Linked DNA regions of Mus musculus: regions 1 and 3 are each linked to region 2. The links are chromatin contacts, called in public Hi-C and HiChIP or PLAC-seq maps. All regions are on one chromosome and are shown on one strand. Each heading gives the region's core, a stretch centred on a gene start, on an enhancer-like site or on the middle of the called end of the contact. The rest is flanking DNA. Distances are from core to core; before and after follow the strand shown.

The links. A called contact is a pair of places that touch in the nucleus more often than the background predicts. HiChIP or PLAC-seq counts read pairs in DNA pulled down with a chosen protein or histone mark.
Region 1: a Hi-C map of the HPC-7 cell line shows a contact between it and region 2, with 3 times the contacts expected there. The contact joins two enhancer-like sites. A contact is called at or near these places in 11 of 484 Hi-C or Micro-C datasets (3T3-L1-derived adipocytes, the HPC-7 cell line, the MC3T3-E1 cell line and 8 more) and 3 of 115 datasets of contacts at active chromatin or transcription factors (acute myeloid leukemia, bone marrow-derived dendritic cells and bone marrow-derived macrophages).
Region 3: an H3K27ac HiChIP or PLAC-seq map of trophoblast stem cells shows a contact between it and region 2, with 5 times the contacts expected there. The contact joins two enhancer-like sites. A contact is called at or near these places in 18 of 484 Hi-C or Micro-C datasets (3T3-L1-derived adipocytes, the Ba/F3 cell line, the C10 cell line and 8 more) and 6 of 115 datasets of contacts at active chromatin or transcription factors (CD8 T cells, the HPC-7 cell line, acute myeloid leukemia and 3 more).

The regions. Positions count from the first base shown.
Region 1 is chr12:77,210,499-77,214,135 of GRCm38.p6, forward strand. No RefSeq gene overlaps it. Among named protein-coding and RNA genes, the nearest start is that of Gm40446, 21 kb to the left of the region's middle. Within about 2 kb of position 1,558, at least 15 of the 459 cell types and tissues checked have an H3K27ac peak or open chromatin away from gene starts, as enhancers often do. A contact at or near this core is called in the HPC-7 cell line, where this site is marked.
Region 2 is chr12:76,998,429-77,002,304 of GRCm38.p6, forward strand. All of the region lies in intron 1 of Gm35041 (a long non-coding RNA gene), which reads left to right. Among named protein-coding and RNA genes, the nearest start is that of Gm35041, 28 kb to the left of the region's middle. Within about 2 kb of position 2,498, at least 33 of the 459 cell types and tissues checked have an H3K27ac peak or open chromatin away from gene starts, as enhancers often do. A contact at or near this core is called in the CH12 cell line, the HPC-7 cell line, muscle stem cells and 1 more, where this site is marked.
Region 3 is chr12:77,137,213-77,140,878 of GRCm38.p6, forward strand. The region is part of intron 1 of Gm40446 (a long non-coding RNA gene); the gene reads right to left. Among named protein-coding and RNA genes, the nearest start is that of Gm40446, 53 kb to the right of the region's middle. Within about 2 kb of position 1,904, at least 94 of the 459 cell types and tissues checked have an H3K27ac peak or open chromatin away from gene starts, as enhancers often do. A contact at or near this core is called in the CH12 cell line, the HPC-7 cell line, muscle stem cells and 1 more, where this site is marked.

The DNA of each region.
Region 1 (3,637 bases), core at 308-2,807, 210 kb after region 2:
TACCACCATGTGGGTCCTATAGATTGAAGTTAGACCTTCAGGCTTGGTAGCAGGCACCTTTACCTGTGGAGTCATTTCTATTGCCCATGACCTCAAACTTGAGATCCTCCTAACTCAGTCTCCAGAGTGTTGGGATTGCAGATGTGCACCACCACCATGCCTGGCTTGAAAGGCTTTTTTTTTTTTTTTGCTGTTGTTGACATCAGAATTTTTTTTTTTTCTGTTAGTTCACCCACATGTACTCATTATAAAGGTTGAGATATTTTATGTCGTTTACATCAGGTCCTAAGGAAACTCTATTTCCCCGAATTCTGCAAGGCAGAAGGAACAAATGGCTCTCTGTGGTGCCTATTAGCCTACCCCAGCACGTCTGGCCTCCAGGCTCCCTCACCATCACAAGGACCTGTTACATGTTTCCGAGGAGTCCACACTAGCATCCTAGCTCTTCTCTCTGCCTCCTCCACCCTCAGCTTCCCCAGCTCTTGGGTTTACCTCTCCACAGCTACTCATTCTCCTCCTCACCCCGCTCCCTCAGTTCTGCTCCCTCTGTCTCCCCTCACTCTCTCCTCCATCTCCCTCCTTCACCCCTTCTCTGTGCTCTTCCTCCCTCTATGTATGTCCCCTCGCCCTCTCCTCCTCCTCGCCCTCCCTGCCCTGCTCTTGCTTCTCTCATGGCCTCGGTCCAGTCTGCTGACCACATTCAATCTACTACTGTCTCCCTCTGCTCTGGACTCTTCCAGATGCCTCTGGCTGTTCTCTGTCTCATATTTACAATAAAATCTTTCCCCTTAACCATACCATGGAGCAGTCACGCTATCAGTTTATACAGGTTATGCATCTTTGACATGCAACATACATTATACACATAAAACTAACCACATTTCAAGTGCCGACTAGTCGCCTATGGCTAGCAGCTTCTGTATCAAACAGTGAAGGCTTATGGGGTAGGCTGATGGACAGGAGAGAAGGGCAGGCAAGATCTCAAATGTGAGGATAACACTGAGTTTATGAAGCTTTTGTAAGTTGGCGCAGGAGCAGAATAAGAAAAATAACATGCTTTCCTTCAAGGGAATATATTCAAGTTTTATAATTTGAGTCTGCCAAAGTCAAAGTCAAAAAGTCAATGCCTATAAAATGATAATAATTGATGGCAGTCTTATTCTTCTTAATGCTATTCTTTTAACGTGGTTAAATAAAATGCCAATAACAGTAGTGTTCTTCCCACTGGAGAAAAAGTTCCACTGGACCATGAAACCTGAACGGCGGAAAACCTAACCTTATAGCGCAGCCCCTCTGAATTAGTGTGCTATCATCACGCCCATAGGTGTTTGCTTGCTTTTAAGAAAAAAACCTGTAAGGTGGGGGAGGGGCGGGGACTGTTGACCTGGTGCTTTATCATACTCCAAAGAAGGAAGTAGTCTATAAAACCACAAACAGCCATAAAAACTTAGAAATTAGTCTTGATAACTCACTTTCAACTAATACTTAGCTTCAGCATGATTTGCCAGTTCTCTCTAGTGAACTGAAATTCATGGCAATCCTCCTGCCCCAGCTTATGGAGTGAAGGTATAATGAATGAGTAATCAGCAATGAGTCATCACATCTAGTGACATTGTCTCTTTAGCCTCCGTCTGCCTAGAAGAATTGCTGAGTTTCTTCGATTTGCATGATTCTGATGCTTTGAAAAGTATAGCAAGTTATAACATAATGCATAAGTACTATTTGGTATGGTGGCATACACTTATGGTCCCAGCTCTCATTTAGTTGTTCTTTGTTTGCTTTATTTTTGAGGCAGGCTCTTATAAATCCTAGGCGCTAGTTTCTGCCTATATAGTCCAACAATAGTGCTGGACTTCCTGAGTGCTGGGACCACAGGCTTGCAGCAGCCCTCATGCCTGGTTTATGTAGTGCTGAAGAACGGATCCATGCTGGTTTACATAGTGCACTTCATGGGTTCACTTGCATTCAGGGGTGTGTGTGTGTGTGTGTGTGTGTGTGTGTGTGTGTGTGTGTGTGTATGTTTGTGTCTGTGTGCATGAGAGAGGGCATTTCAGGGTATGTAAAAGTTTGGTTTATATCTCAGGCACTTTCACCTTTTGTTTGGGGCAGGTCTCCTTTTGGCTGAAACAGTTAAGAAGTAGGCTAGCTAGCTAGCAAGCTTCGGAGTCTTTACCAGTGTTTGCTTCACATCCAGCCTTTGCCAGGATGACAGGAGCTGTACCATTGTGCCTGGGTTTTGGTGTGAGTTCTGGGGACCACCCTCAGACTAGCCAGGCAAGTGCTTTACCAACGGAACCATTGCCTCTGCCTCACCCTTCAAGCTTCCACGATTTCATCTTCAGTTTAGTCAGTCAGAATCCCTTAAAGCTTCCATGTTCTTTGACATACTCTCTCCATTCTTTAAGTACCATTTTTGCTCTCTGACATATTATTTGGGCGCATTCAACCCTTTCTTCAAGGAATAAGTGCGTGTGTGTGTGTGTGTGTGTGTGTGTGTGTGTGTGTGTGTGTGTGCTGATTTTAGAAGCCAAAGAGAGATCTGTCTCAAACACAAAGGTAAACACGCCTGAGATGTAAGGTCCGAGTTGCTAGGGGTGTTCTTTAACATTGGAGCATCATTATTCCTAGGGGCTCTGAGCTGTCAGAGTTAAGAGTTAAACGTATAAGTGTGAATTTGTGCCTATAGTCAGCATACTAACATCTTCATTTATCCACTTACCTCACTTGTCCTGAAACGTGGGCTCACAGGGGAACCTCCATTTCTAACCTGACAGGATAGTCTGCATCTTATTGACTCTGTTTACCTCTCATTCTCCAGTCCTAGTCTATGAATTCTTTTATGTATCTGATCAAGCTTCTAGACCAGTGCTTCCCAACCTTCCTTGCACTGGGACCCTTCAATACAGTTCCTCACGTTGTGGTGACCCCCAGCCATAATATCATTTTGTTGCTGCTTCATAACTGTAATTTTGCTACTGTTGTGAATCTTAATCTGATATGCGATCCCACAGGGGTTCATGAGCTACAGGTTGAGAACCACTTCCTTTGATGTTTTCAAATTCCTCTTTCCACCTGCAATTCCTCCTACGAATAGATCTTCTCCTGTGACCTGAACGCTGATGCTTTGTACTGGGCTCTTCCCCACCCAGACAACTGCAGTCACCTTAGACGCTAATACCCAAGCCAGAACTTCTTCAACTGTTTTCATTTGTTAATTATAACAAATTTTATTTTCAGTAAGCATATTTCCAATTCCCCTTATGTTAACATTTTTTTTTAAATGTAAAGACTTGCTTATTTCTGTGTATGAGTGTTTTGCTTGTATATGGATTTGTATCATGTGTCCCTGGCACCTGACATCAGAGGAAGGCTTGGATCCCTTGGAACTGGAGTTATGGATGAAGCCGATTCCAATGCAATCTTATTAGGGTCTCTTTATTCAAGCTTGGGCTCCCACCAACCCTGACAGAGCAGGAAGGTAGAGCCTTGAGCCTCGTTTTAGGCAAGCATTTATAGAGGCAAGAAGTGGGAATCCAGCCTGGTACACATCTGATTGGAAGGCCAGTGTGACCTTTAACATAATTGGCTGGTGTTGGGAGCCAAACCATAAACTTGACTCCTGTTTAGGTTGGAATCT
Region 2 (3,876 bases), core at 1,248-3,747:
AGCCTGCAGAACTCAGTTCTGGGCCTAGGTGACCATAGGTCACGTTTCCTTAAATGGGGAGTGTGGCACGTGTTCAAGGCCCGGAATCTGACAGGGAGTGGGGAATCGCCTAAGTCTCAGGTGTGTACCCACCGAGTCTCCAGGTCTCAACCCGCTCTACCCACCAAGCTTCCTGGCACGGTTTTACCTCCCACAGATTTCATCTTTCTCGGGGGTGGAGTCAGGGGAAGATTGAGGTGAGTGAATAGCGCCTCCAGAGGGACATCTGAGGAGATGCCAACCCTGGGGTGGGCTGCTGATCGTGGGGTCATCGTACCTTTGGCTTTGTGGTTTGGTTCTCTGTACCCCTCACCCCTGACCCTGGAATGCCTTGATAGCTGAATAGACAGCACATGGTGAGTAGATCTGGTCTCTTGGGCTTCTGGGAGCTGGGTTTTCTCAGCCGACTTGTTTCTATAGTTGGAAACTGCTCCCCGAGGCTGTGACTGGACCCATGTACTCCTTCCTCTGGGGCAAAGGCAGGCTCCTCATCCACCCGAGCAGGATAAAGTAAGAAGGGTATGGGTCAAGGCCGGCCATATTTTTCACATCAGGAAGTCTTGGGGTTCCTACAGAGACCCCTGCTGGGATGGGGCTTTTGCACTGAGGCAGGTTTGTGAACCAAAGGAGAACAGGGAATTGGGCACTGAGGCAAGGAGGCAGAGGGCAGAAGGAGGCTTGCTTTCCGAGATGTCACAGTGTCCCCAAGTCTCCTGTCCAGCTGGTTAGACAAGAAAAAGACAGGGAAGAAGGAGTGACAGGAAGGAAGGAGGAGTGATGGGAGGAAGGAGGAGTGACAGGGAGGAAGGAAGAGTGACAGGGAGGAAGGAGGAGCAATGGGGAAGAAGGAGTGACAGGACAGTGAAGAAGATCTTTGGGTGGGACAGAGCCTCCTGAGATGGTCTAGACTATATGCTATAGAGGATATTCCAACTGGCATTCCTCATTTCCCATTTGGAGTCAGTTTTGCTGGAGTGAGACTCACTTGTGTCTACTCATGAAAGTGTCCCAGTGGTAAACATTCCGGAATTCAGTTGAGTGAAAAATTTCATTTCTCCTAGAGTTAAACAATAGTTGGGGCTGGAACGGTTGTTCGGAGGTTGTGACACATACTGCTCGTGTAGAGGACCTGAGGTCAGTTCCTAGCATCCTAGATAGCTCACAACTGCCTGTGCCTCCAGCCATAGGGAGATCTGGTACGTCTAACCCCCAGAAACAGCTGCACTCATATGCACACCCCCACCTCCCACACACATACACAGATAAAAAAAAAAGAGGCAAGTTAGAGCATGTTAGGGCTAGCTTCTGCAGCTTGCGAGAGGTCACCTGCAAAATCGTCAAAGGCTTGTGAGTCATTATGTTTGTAGCTGGTGATTGGCCATGAGGATTTACACCACAGACATTGGCAAACAGAACAAATTAGGACCTAGCCCTGCTGGAGCCCTGGTAAATTCGAATTTACCAGAATGTTCTATGACACAGAATACCATTGGCCTCATGGTTTGAGTTCGCTATGGTTTTTGAGAAGGATGACGCCGGTGTCCACTTTGAGCTTCATCTCTGATGTTATAAGGGCTGAGTACGAGATTTTGGTCTACACTATCTTAAATGAAATCTAGGTCACCTTGCCTTCGGTTCTTTCCACTTCCCTTATCTTACACATAAACGAGAGAGACCAAGGCTGATGAGGATGGAATCTCCTGCATCTGGTGTCCCTAGTACCCTGTAGCAGCTGCAGCAACCCCTCTGAGCCAGTAGTATGGGGATGTCTGAATTCTCCTAGATGCCAGCAGAGGGCACTATAGGACCAAGGATGGGTCAGTTCCAGCTTCTAGTTGTATACACTCTCTGGGGGTGCTGGAGGGGGTGGTGGTGGTGGGGAAGCCAACCAAACAAAAACTAATTTGAAAGAATTAGAAAGAGGCCGAACTGAACTGGTAACTTTTAGGTGAGGCATCAATTTAAAACATTGCAGCACTTGTGACCATAGTAAAAATCTGTAGCACTTGGCAATTTACAAGCCCTTATGCCCACACCTTTTAAACCTGACAACCCCCTGCACAGGTGTAAGTGTCGCTGGGCAGCAGGAGATGCTGGTGTGTGCTCAGGAGGTAGAGGGTCTGTGGGTCAGTCCTGGTCCTGCCACTGATTTTGGACAGGACACAAAAGATTCAGATTGCTTTTGGGAAACTGACACACAACAGACACACACACACACACATAGTACATACATCTCACACACACACACACACACACACACACACACACACACACACAGCACATATAACACACGGCTCTGCATGTACCAAGCACTCAGGAGACATTAGCAGTTGCTTATTACAGATACAACTACACCAGGCACCTGAGCTGAGTGTGAAAACGAAGCCCCAGGCCATATCATTAGTAAGGGGAAAGCCAGAGCTGAAGCCCCACCTCTTCTAACTGAGGGTTCTTGCCTCTGGCCACCAGCTGTCTCCCAGCTGTCACTGTCACAGCTTCCAGCTGTGCTGACAATTCTGTCCCCCATGCTGGGGTACTTGGGGACTCCTTGATCTACCACCCATGTCATTAATTTGCTTAGTAACTTAATTTTCTGAGAGCCCCCCCACAGTTAATGTCAGTCAGCGGCTGGCTAACTGTGCCTCATGATCTAAGTCTGAATGCTCAAAATGAGCTCCATTTGCTGCTCCGGACAGTGTAAGCCTGGTTACACAAATTCAAATGACCTCAGGGCCAGCAGGGGGTGGTGTAAAGGGATAGTGGAAATTCTGGGCCTTCTGCCACGAAGTCGCCACACAAGCCTTGTTAGCTGTTTTTCCTTCCTTCCTTCCTTCCTTCCTTCCTTCCCTCTCTCTCTCTCTCCCTCCCTCCCTCCCTCCCTCCCTCCCTCCCTCCCTCTCTCCCTTTCTCTCTCTCTCTCTCTTTCTTTCTTTCTTTCTTTCTTTCTTTCTTTCTCTCTTTCTCAGTTACAGGCTTTTTTTTTTTTTTTTTTTTTTTTTTTTTTTTTTTTTTTTTTTAGTGTGTGCATGTTCATACAGGTATATGTGTATGTGTAGCTAAAGATCATATTATATGTGTGTCAAGGTTAGAGGTCAGCTTTGCTGGTTGTGTCTCACAAGCCCTTCACCTTGCTTTTTGAGGTAAGGTCTTATGCTGTTCTGGGGCTTGCAGACTCAACTTGGCTGGTAGGTCCCAGAAATCCTCCTGCCTCCACATTCTCAGCTCTGGAATTATAGGTCGCCTGTCACCATACACCTGACTTTTTTCCCCATGGGATCCGGGGGCTGAGCTTCGTCACTGAGCCATCTCTCAGCATCCCCACCCTCTTCACAATGCTTTTCAAGCACAGAAATTATGTACTGTTATGTGAAATAGCTAAACTGATATCCCCCCCTTTTAAGCTTTATAAAAGAGACCATGAAGACCCAAATACATTATGTTAGGGCATACACATAATGCGGCTACAGGCTAGCAATCACTGTGCAAGCCTTGGGAAGGGAAAGGAGGGAGATTTTCTGGCTACCGGCACCATTCCTAGGGTCAATAAAAGCATTCTACTTCTGTGTGGAGATCTTTATCAAAGCCAGTGAATTTTGTCCAATTGGCCATTTTCTCCCTTTAGCTGAGCTAAGGAGTTTTGCTCTTTCTGAGGGAATCAGTCCCTGTCCACGCAGTGTTGGAAGTTTCTGGATGAAGAATTAGCATGCTTAGAATCTGCTGCAACCTGTGGAGCAACTAGGCAAACTTCAGACAATCCCAACCTGCTTCCCTCACCCCCAACACATACAGTACACACACCACACACCACACACACAGTATACACACACACACACACAC
Region 3 (3,666 bases), core at 654-3,153, 140 kb after region 2:
ACTTTGCAGCACATACCCTGTAGGGTGCTAATGTCTCCAGCTGATTGGTGGCATATATGGCACCTTTTTCCTATTCAAACCCAGTGATATCAATGCTGAGCCGATAGCATCTGGGCCACTGCTGCAGCCAGTGCCTGGAAACATTAGGTATTGGTCAGAGGCACCCACTATGGCTCATTAAAGTCACCCAGTGTCTCTCTGTTAGGTCACTTGATTGAGCTTCTTATGAAGAGACTTCAGTTGCTGAAGCAGGAAGCACCCTAGAGCACCATACCCCACATGGCTCTACAAACAGAGCAACATCACTATCCACAGGGCGTCTCTTGTACTGGTCTCCTGGAAGTGTCTACGACTGCCTCTGCACTACGGTGCTCCAGCCCCTGCCTGCCCCCAGATAACTGGGATATACTTGGATCCATAGGTTACGACGAGACGGAGAGCAGAGAGGTTCATACCAGGTGTTTATGAAAACCGTCCCTTCCCTCAAAAGTCAAGGGCATTTCTTATCTGCAGCAGCTGGCACCTGCCAGTTTCCCTTCACTTTCCTTCAGTTTCCTTTGGCTCCGTAGCCCCTCCTACAAATTGTCCTACGAACAAGGACTCCCTGATGACCCTCTCTCTATACAACTCCAGGTAGGTCTAAGCCCCACCTAAAGATGTCTTGCATCAAGTCCAGAGCCTTGTCACATTTAAGAGGGAAAATTTGAGAGAGCAAAACCGAGAGGCGTTTGCATTCTTGGGTTTTCCAGGCCTGATCAACAGAAGGCATGGAGATTACAACACCAAGGTCTTCTCTGATAAATTAGGAAAACATTGCTGATTCGGAGAATGAGGTAAAGGTGGGAAGCACTGGCTTCACAGACCAGGTGGGAGAAAAGTTCTTCAGAAACCATTAAGCAAGGAGCTATTTGCAGAGTTTATGTCTAACATGCAAATTCTGATAAAGCTTGAAAATCAGACAGTCTGGTAGAGGCTCTTGGTGAGACCATGCTATAAACTTTTTGTAGTCTGCCTCTAATGATTCTGTGGTACTGGGAAAAAACACCACAATCTGCCCCTCTTCCTCCCCTTACCATTGGACAAGGAGGAAAAGCAATCATATCTTAGAACTCTTTTTGTTTGTTGTATTTTTTTTTTTTTTCAAAACAGGGTTTCTCTGTGTAGCCTGTGTCCTGGAACTCAATCTGTAGACCAGGCTGGGCTTGAACTCAGAGATCTGCCTGCAAATGCATGCACCCCGCCCCCCAGACTTGGGGACATTATAAAACCTATGTGGAATTAGCTGTTAAGGACTGAGGATAGAGCTACTGGCTTATACATGCCAGGCAAGTGCTCTACATGGACCCACAGCCCTCCTCCTGTAGTGTGTGTAGTGCATAATCCTAATGCTTTAAGAGGGTCGCACCTTATAGGCTAACAGGGTGCCTTATCTAATTGAAGTAACATGAGATATCCACCACGACACCCCCCCCCCCATCCCCCTACCCCAGAGGTGGAGGCAGAGGATAAAAGAAAGGTGCAGAATCTGTGTGTGTGATGAGAGAATGGGGAAGCGCGAGACACAAAGAGAGGAGAGAGCGAATATCCATTTTTAAGTCTGCTTGGCTAGACGTAGTTTGTTTCATGCTTTGCACACTCACTCCGGTGAGTGAGCTTTTGTCAAATCAGGGCTGAACTCTGCAACTGGATTGACGTGGCAGGAGGATGTGGTCGGGTTCTGTTTTCAAACATGGTCTCCTGGGACAGACAGCATTTTTGACTCCTGGTCTGTCTGGATAGCCTGCCTTTGTCTTGGGGCAGTTGGGGTGGGTGACTGCGTCCGGTGGGGTGGGGGTGATTCACACATGTTTATTGAAGTGGCAGTTACAGTTGCAAGAGGATTCAGGGCAGGGATAACCTGGGGGTTGATGAGTCAATATTTCAGGGCTTGGCTAATCCTGTGGAAGCTCACAGCCAGGCTGATTTTACTTGGCTCCAGAGAATGTTCTGAGGACATTTTACCTAAAAACTGGCCTTGGCTCAACCTGCAACAGTGTAGTAGAGTGACTCCTAAACCGACTCAGTTCAATGTCATTAGAACCCTTTCCTTTTAATTTTTTTTTTTTCACAAAGTGGATGTACTTAAATTTTCTCAATTTTATAAAATTGGGCATTCTGGCCATTCCCAGCCTTTATTTTGTTTGTGTTTTGTACAATTATAAATTTCACTATGGGGCTGGTGAGATGGCTCAGTGGGTAAGAGCACCCGACTGCTTTTCCGAAGGTCCTTAGTTCAAATCCCAGCAACCACACGGTGGCTCACAACCACCTGTAATGAGATCTGACTCCCTCTTCTGGAATGTCTGAAGACAGCTACAGTGTACTTACATGTAATAAACAAACAAATAAATAAATAAATCTTTAAAAAAATTTTCACTATGATAAACTTTTGAGGGGGAGGGTTTCTATTTAAAAAACAAAATCATGGTCTCATATAGTCCAGGCTAGCCTTACCATGTAGCCAAAGATGACCTTGTGGCTCCACCCCCCCCCCCCCATGCTGGGATTACAGGCATGGACTTTTGTGCACACACAAACACACACTCACACACACACACACACACACACACACACACGCACATGCACACATTTACTGGTAGTCATCCACTTCAAGATGACATCAGATTGAGCAAGACTAGCATTGTTGTTTCTCCCAGGAGACCGACTGTAAGGAACACAGAACAGTGACCACATCCTTGGCCAGCACTCAGCTTCCAAAACATTAGCATTTGGTCAATAATTGCCAGCTTCCCTGGGACCAACCAGATAGACCCAAATATATTCTCCATGCCAATCCTGTCCCCAGGTACTCTGCTTCTGGTCAGCTTGCCTCCAGCCTCCTTGTGTAGCCATGGTCCAGCTGGACAATAGTGGAAGCATTTCCTTTTCAAAAGCACTTCTCCATCCTTTGGTTCCTCATCAAAACAGTGATGGCGGCTGAGTCCCGGGGGTAGCACCCTCTTTGTAGAACTCACTCCTTCTGGGTCACATCAGAGTGGTTTTGCTGACATCCACCCTGCTGGCAGGGCTTCCCTCAGGTGGATATTGAACCTGAAGGAATGTCACAGGCTGACACTGAGCCCTTGGGTTAATCCCAGCCAAGAAACTCGGCTTCCAAGTGTCTCACACACAAGCCTACGAGGCTTTGGGCCCTGTGCCTTCCTTAGGCTTGCAGCAAGAGGAGAAGCAAAAAGCCATGCAAAATAAATGTGCTGCCAAGCTCAGATTGCCTTAGTCCATCACCCCGCTGTAGCACCAGCCTGTGGTGCTGTGCCAATTACCACCACAAACACTGAAGACACTTTTCAAAACATGGTCAAATAAACGCCAACAGGGCCAGCCAGGCGTTAAAACACTCGGACAAGATTGTCAACGCAAAGAAATACATTGCCGGTAAATAGGAGTCTGGGCTACGGTTAAGCAGTCACCTGGGTGACAGCCCCATGGTTAACCTTTTTGTGGACAGACCTGACCTGTCAATCCCCTCAGAGTGCCCTGGCTAAAGAGGACAGACGGCTCTGAGATGGGAGAGAGCAGACACGGAATTCATTCAGATTGAAACAGTGGTGGTTTTCTGCACTGTTATTTGCTGGGGAACCACAGGGTAGATGTTGGGGTGTCAGCTGA